Linked DNA regions of Rattus norvegicus: region 2 is linked to region 1. A link is a contact called in public Hi-C data. All regions are on one chromosome and are shown on one strand. Each heading gives the region's core, a stretch centred on a gene start, on an enhancer-like site or on the middle of the called end of the contact. The rest is flanking DNA. Distances are from core to core; before and after follow the strand shown.

Region 1 (3,379 bases), core at 442-2,941:
TCGTGCACAGACATACATGCTGGCAAGATACCCATAAAACATAAAGTTAAAGCAAAAGTTAAAATTTGTTTTAAATTAATTTTAAAAAGTTTATTAAAAGGTGAAATTTTCCAGTCATGAAGAACTTGAACCCTGTAACAGCAGCAGCAACAGCAGCAGCAGCAACAACAGCAAAACAGTCCAAGTGGGTCTGGGTGACACTAACCCAGAACTCTCAGCCGTTTATGGCGAGTCGATGGGCAGTGCTCTCTCAGGCTCTCCCCTCACTGAGCGCAGACTGGGATTACAGTGGTTGATCTCTGAGGCCCAGAGCCTGGTGGACAGTGATGAATCTCTGCGTATGCCATGCACAGACAAACACAATTAAGGTGACACCATGATCCCGCCTTGGATAATCTATCATCGGTAAATCAAAATGCTAGCTTTGAAGTATATCTAAGCAAAGTAGCTCTTGCTTATAATATCAGCAATCAGGGCGGTTACGAGTTTGAATCAGCTCAGGCTCCACTGTGAGACCCATCTCAGAAAAAGTAGGCTAAAGATATGGCTCAGTGGATAAGGCACTGTTGAACAAATGTGAGGAACTGAGTTCAAGCCCCAGAAACCAAATTGAAAAGACAAACACTGTGGTGTGTGTACCTGCACTCTGAGTGTGCAAATGGGAGGCAGAAACAAGAGCCAAAAGTATTTTTTATGTAACCCGACAGAAAATGCTAGCACTTCCAACGGGATATATTGATATATATCTAAACCACCCACATCAATATCGGTTCTTCCTGTGTTCAGGTTTGTTTTTAATATGTCTAGTATTTTTATTTACCTGTTGCTATGCACACGGGGTTTAGATAAAGCTTCAGGGGAGAAAGGGAATCTGAGTCTTAGACCCTGAAACGAATGTGGGTTCCACCCTGATTTTAATGGGCAGAGCATCACAAACGCTGGAAGAATGCACAGGAAAGAAGGGATGAGGGAAGAGGTCGGGTTAATCAAATATATAATATATAATCAAATTATCACTGCCAGATGATAATCACACTGACTATGGCTTTTGTGACGGCAGTCATGACGGTGCCATGTTTGTAGGACACTTAGCCACAATATCACTGCCGTGCTTCAGTGGAGCACAATCAAGGCTCTTATGGCGACCAACGGAAACAAGCAACAGAAATGCAATATAGCACAGCCTTCAGATGGTATCGTAGCTCAGTGTGTGTCCAGGAAAGCTGAAGAGCCACATCCGGAGGGCGCAGAGTAAGGAGCAAAATCCAGCACCCACTGGTCCTCTAAAGTCCCCAGGGTTCTTACTATAGCACAGAGACTCTTGTACTAGTCTAATGGCCTTTTGACCTTAAGCAAGCTAAAGAATATCACAACTGTTTCTGGACTGGAGGGGCCTTTGTCGGATGTTACCATCTTTGTAATTTATTATACTTGGTCCCTCTTTTTTTTTAAAGTTTTATCATTATGCTATTAAAGGAAGATAGTCCCAGAAAAATCCTCTTGGGTAAGTAGAGAGCACAGCCATTTCAACCATTTCCATATCTGACTGCTGGAGATTTCAAAGAAGAGTGAGGATGCCTGGCAGTCGTTTCTTTCCCACTCTTACTGGGCTCTTGGGACAGCAAAATGAAGGCCGTCCTAGGCAAGTCAGGACAAGCTGATGACCCCTTCAGAGCCCAACAGTATTCTAATGCAGTCGGGCTTCCCCCAGACGTGGAGAAATTCCCCCAGTGTTAATCACTAATCACTCAGAACCTCCTAGAGTCTGTTTCATTTAGTTATTGTTCCCAGAAGTCTCTGAAGTGAGTCACAGCAGACATTAAATTAGTTCAAGGGTTATGGGTTCTTTCAAGCAGGAAATACATCTTCTATTTTCTTTTCTACCCTTTTATTTTTATAACATATAAATTCTACAAATGTATGGAACACAAAATGATGTTTCATTATGTAGATCCCACTGCATAAAGTATGATATTCAGACCGTCTCTGCGGAGTTTGTATCATAAACCAAAAGAGGAGAACAAAGACTTCCCGAACTTGACGAATATGGATTTTTCTCAAACTAATTCACTGAGTAGAAATTAATATCCCTCAACAAAATTCCTCTCCTTTGTTGAAATGGAAGTCTGAGATAGATTACAGTGTGCAGCCCTGGGTGCCTTCCTTTGTTCTCTTTCAGATAGCCTTCTTCCCTCTCGTGGACTCTCAGTTCCCCTTTTCTGCAGCTGTGGTCTGGAACGTCTTCCACTGGGATGGGTGGAGTGGGCACCAACACTTCCTGAACTGGACTAATCCAAACCCACTCGTCTGACCACTCTGATGGTTTGAAGCTTCGAAGGGTCAGCAGAGCATGGCGGAACTTTGATGGATTGACCCATTCAGAAAAATTTGAGAATGAACACCTTGTGGCGAGATCAGTGTGCTTCTAAGCAGTGGTTTCTCTGGACCCCAGCAGATGGTTTAATCCAAACTGCTTCACTGTTGCCAGGCAAAAGCCTAAGAGAAACAAAGTCTTCTTGGGAACAGAGGGCGGAGGCCATGTTCTAGTTTGCTTCCTATTTCGGTGATCAAAACCCTAACCAAAGCCACTAAGGGAGGAAAGGGCTTATTCATCTTCCACTCCCATGCCACAGTCCATCCCTGAGGTCAGCCATGGCAGGAACTCAGACAGGAACTCAAGGCAAGAACATGGAAGCAGGAACTGAAGCACAGTCCTCAGAGGAACTCTGCTTACTGGTTTGCTCAGCTTGCTTTCATACATTGCTTAGGATCACTGACCTAGGAGTGACATCACCCACAGTAGGCTGTGCCCTCCCACATTAATTATTCTTCAAGAAAATGACTCACAGACTTGCCTAAAGGCCAATCTGAGGAAGGTTCCCTCTTCCCAGATGTCAAATTGACAAAAAACAACCAAGGCAATCTGTTTCTCACTCTAGGTATAGTGACAATAAGAAATGCACCTGTTCTGTGAGATGCTCAGAATTCCTTTAAGGGCTTTAAGCAAACCCAAGTCCTGGAGACACAGACAGCGTGGCACACCCTTCTGAGTTTCCTTTCAGCTCTTGGTCTTGAGTTATTTTCTTTTTCTTTACAGCAATCTAACTTCCACGAGTTTCCATGTCTATTTACATGGTCATTGTTTAAAATCCAATCACCCTCTATGCCAAATCTCTAACCCCAGCCCCTCCAGACGGGGTCATGAGTTGGGCTCACGTCTGTGACTTAAGTTCTTCCAGAATCATGAGACTCCTCGGTGGTGGAGCCTCGGTTAGGTTTGCTATCAATGAATAAGAAGACCTAGGGACAAGCTACATGGATTCAAGACTGAGTGGCTTAGTCATCTTCTTACACTTACTCCAAAATTACAAGAAGAAAT
Region 2 (3,379 bases), core at 341-2,840, 44 kb before region 1:
CTTGCTCAACCTACATTTTTATAGAACCCAAGACCACCAGCCCAGGGATACCACCCCCCACACACACACATGACACAGTGGTCTGGGCCCTCCCCCATAGATCACTAATTAAGAAAATGCCCTCCAGCTGGATCTGGTGGAGGCATTTTCTCAATTATGATTCCCTCCTTTCAGATGAAGCTAGCTTGTGTCAGGTTGACACAAAAATCAGCCAGCACAAATAGTATTCGAGATTTCTCCATTGCTACTTGTCATGCTAAAGGATTTTTTTCTCTGCCTTTTAATTCTTTGACTGATGGAGAGAAAAAAAAGTCAAGATTCTAGACAGTAGCAGTTTGGGCCTCTTGTGAACCTATGTTTAAAGATGGTCTTTGTATTTGTCTTTATCTGTTTTATGTGAATGCAAGCATGTTTGCATTTGGGAACAATTTTCAGGTGTTGACTCCTGCCTTCCACCTGAATGGAAGAAAAATGAAATAAAAAAGGAGGAGTGTGAAACCAAACACAGGAGCAGGCAGGAGCGGCTCGCCCTGCCTGTTACTGGGAGACTGAAACAGGAAAAACATACCTTGCAGGTTAAGAGTTCTGTTTGCAGTCAAGACAAGAGTAAGTTTCTGTTTGTCTTATGTTTGTTTGACCTATTACATTGGACGTGTTTGATCATGAGTGGGCAGAAGGTATGTGGACAGGAAATATGTCAGGATGTATGCTTGTCCCTGATTAGATTTGATGGGAAATATAGTGGCCTGGTGGGGTTTTAGCTTCTGCAAAGTGTGACTCGTGGCCATTTTCTTGGAACCCAGAAATGGACCCGGATAGATATCTTCCTGACCAGTATTTAACTAAAGTTTGCTTCAAATATGGCTTTAAAGTTGTGGTAGTGGCCTTATCCAACCCCCCAACACCCGTGGGATTAACAAGACATAACTAGAAGATTTATTGTAGATATAGGGGAGAAAGCATGCAGAGGGAAGAGTCCAGGCTATACATGGCTGACAGACTAAACTAGAACACTGAAGAGAGATGGGGAACGGGAGCAAGAGAAGAACATGCGACTATGAGAGGCACCCAAGCCAAGAGACCAGAGTAGCCAAAATGGCCGAGTTATATAGCGATCAGGCTCGGGAAGGTAAAGCAGACGCGCACCCCTCCCCGTCCCCCTCCCCCTCCCCCTCCCCCAGAGGGTTAGCGTAGCAGACTGGGTGAGAACTGCTGGAAGGCGCCACAGGTACTGAGTGATACTTGTCCTGGGCTTCTTTGAGACCTATCACCACTATGCAGCATAATCTTTCTTGTTTCTGCCCCACTGTCTCATCCAGGAGCGGCGGTAAGGTTCCAGCCATGTTCCTCGAATCTCAACACAGATGTACTAAGATTACAGATCAAAAGGGGTGCCAAACCAGTGATTTCACCCACTGAGCCATCTCCCTGGCTCGGGTCAGCATTTTAACAGGACCAAGCAATTCTTGTCCACACAGACATTTGACACCCACTGCATTGGATCTTCGAGCCTTTCAGATGAAGAACTGTTTGCTCTGGGAATCCATTTTACCTCACGCCTAAAACTGACAGGGAAGAAAGTCCTCGAGTGCCCTCTGGAGGTCATCGTAGGAACTGGGCAGCTTTATAGTGAGGTTTTGTTTTCTTTTTCTCGGGAACAGGTATAAAAATACCAAGTGTGATTTTTGAGCCCTTCCTAGAACCAAACATTGTGATTAGGAATTCGCACAAATTTTTTCATTTAGACTATCATGCAGGTGTTACTATTCTGCAATTCTGGCATTTGACCACCTCCTTTTAACTTGGTTTTCCTTGGCGTCCAGTATACCCACACCCTTTTTCATTTGCCTTGGGTCCCTCTGTCTCTTCTTCTTCCGTCTGTCTCAGTACCCATCTCCCAGGTCTTCTCATCTTCCCCCAGGGAGCAATGCTTGGGTTTCTTTTCCTTGTGCGCTCAACTTCTTAATGAATTCTTTTATCCATATGCCAACAAACCCCACATTTCTATCTTGTGACCAGCGTGCTTCTTGAGACACAGGCAGCTGCCTTCTGGACATGTCTACTTGGACGCCTGAGAGACGCCACAATTGTGTCTAAAAACAAAGTTCTCCTTTTCTTCCTTAAACCTCTTCCATTTGAGATTTCTCTCATCTCAGATGATGGAAATTCTCTCTCACTGCAGTTGAGTAACTGCGTGGTGTTCTCACTGGGTCCTCTCACTCATAGCCCTGCTCCATCACATATCCCTCTCCTCGCCTGGAGCCTTGCTTCAGCCTCCCCCTTGGTCTTTTTATCCAACTGTCTTTCCAAGAGACAATTCTCAGAAACCAGAATGGCTTTCGTAGAACGCTTCTCAGCTCTTAATTTCTCTACTTAATGTCCTTCCAAGCCTCCGGTTTTACTCTGATAAATGTCAAAGTCCTTCATATGGCCAAGAAGACCCTGCACAGGCAAGGTTCCCCAATGTTTCTCCGACTCTGGCTCCTTTTGAATTCCTCTTTGTCTATCTAGCTCTGGCCATAGCTGTGCTATTCCTAATACAAGCCTGGTAGGAGCACCTTCCCATCCACTTACCTAACCCTTTAGCTGCTGCAAACACTTACTCCAGCATGACCTGGTCCACAGAGTCTACTCTGTCATTTCTGTTTAAATTGGCAACTTGCTCCACCCCCACCCCCAGCCCCTCTGTAGCACTGCCCCACCCCCAACCCCTTACCACACTGTGCCCTGTCTGTGGCGTGTCATGGCTTTCCAAACTATTGTCTAATCTAGTAGTTATGTCCCTGGGTATTCGTTCCACTAGAATTTTTAACCCCAAATAGGCAGATATCTCTGTCCCTTTTGTTTACTGATGTGCCCAACACATAGATCACTGACTTAAATATTTTAAAAATGTTTGCTGAATAAGACATGACCACATCCTTGGCTCTCGGTGCTTCAGTAATTCACTTAAAAAGTAAATCGGAATAATCAGCATATTTGTTTTTCTATCATGGTAGCCCTGTAACACCTGACCTCGGCAGTTTCTGCAGAGAGCAGTTCCCAAGAGGAATGACATACATGGGGCTGTCTGTTCTCACACACCTCTTCTGGAGCAAACTGAGACCCCCGCCACTTGGGTCCTCCATAGCAATTCAGCACATGGCCATCTCCCTAACCTGATTTATCTAGGACAGTAATGCTGTTACTTATAGAATTTTTCCTCCAAGCAAAAAATCATGTGTGGCATTTTTCATGTATGATTCCTACTTAAATATGAGTCCCAAGAAATTGTGACTCACACATACACACACACAGCTATGTAAAGTTGTATGTGGTGGCTTTTCTGTAAGGTTCTCCTGAACAAGACTGTCTCATCTTCAGATATATCTTCATAAGA

What was found. A called contact is a pair of places that touch in the nucleus more often than the background predicts.
Region 2: a contact with region 1 is called in a Hi-C map of Schwann cells, with 5 times the contacts expected there. The contact joins two enhancer-like sites. A contact is called at or near these places in 3 of 12 Hi-C or Micro-C datasets (Schwann cells, frontal cortex and mammary epithelial cells).

Annotation. Positions count from the first base shown.
Region 1 is chr1:222,733,038-222,736,416 of GRCr8, reverse strand. All of the region lies in intron 1 of LOC102553402 (a long non-coding RNA gene), which reads left to right. Among named protein-coding and RNA genes, the nearest start is that of Cep78, 33 kb to the right of the region's middle. Within about 2 kb of position 1,691, at least 10 of the 93 cell types and tissues checked have an H3K27ac peak or open chromatin away from gene starts, as enhancers often do. A contact at or near this core is called in Schwann cells, where this site is marked.
Region 2 is chr1:222,776,907-222,780,285 of GRCr8, reverse strand. No RefSeq gene overlaps it. Among named protein-coding and RNA genes, the nearest start is that of Gnaq, 74 kb to the left of the region's middle. Within about 2 kb of position 1,590, at least 19 of the 93 cell types and tissues checked have an H3K27ac peak or open chromatin away from gene starts, as enhancers often do. A contact at or near this core is called in Schwann cells, where this site is marked.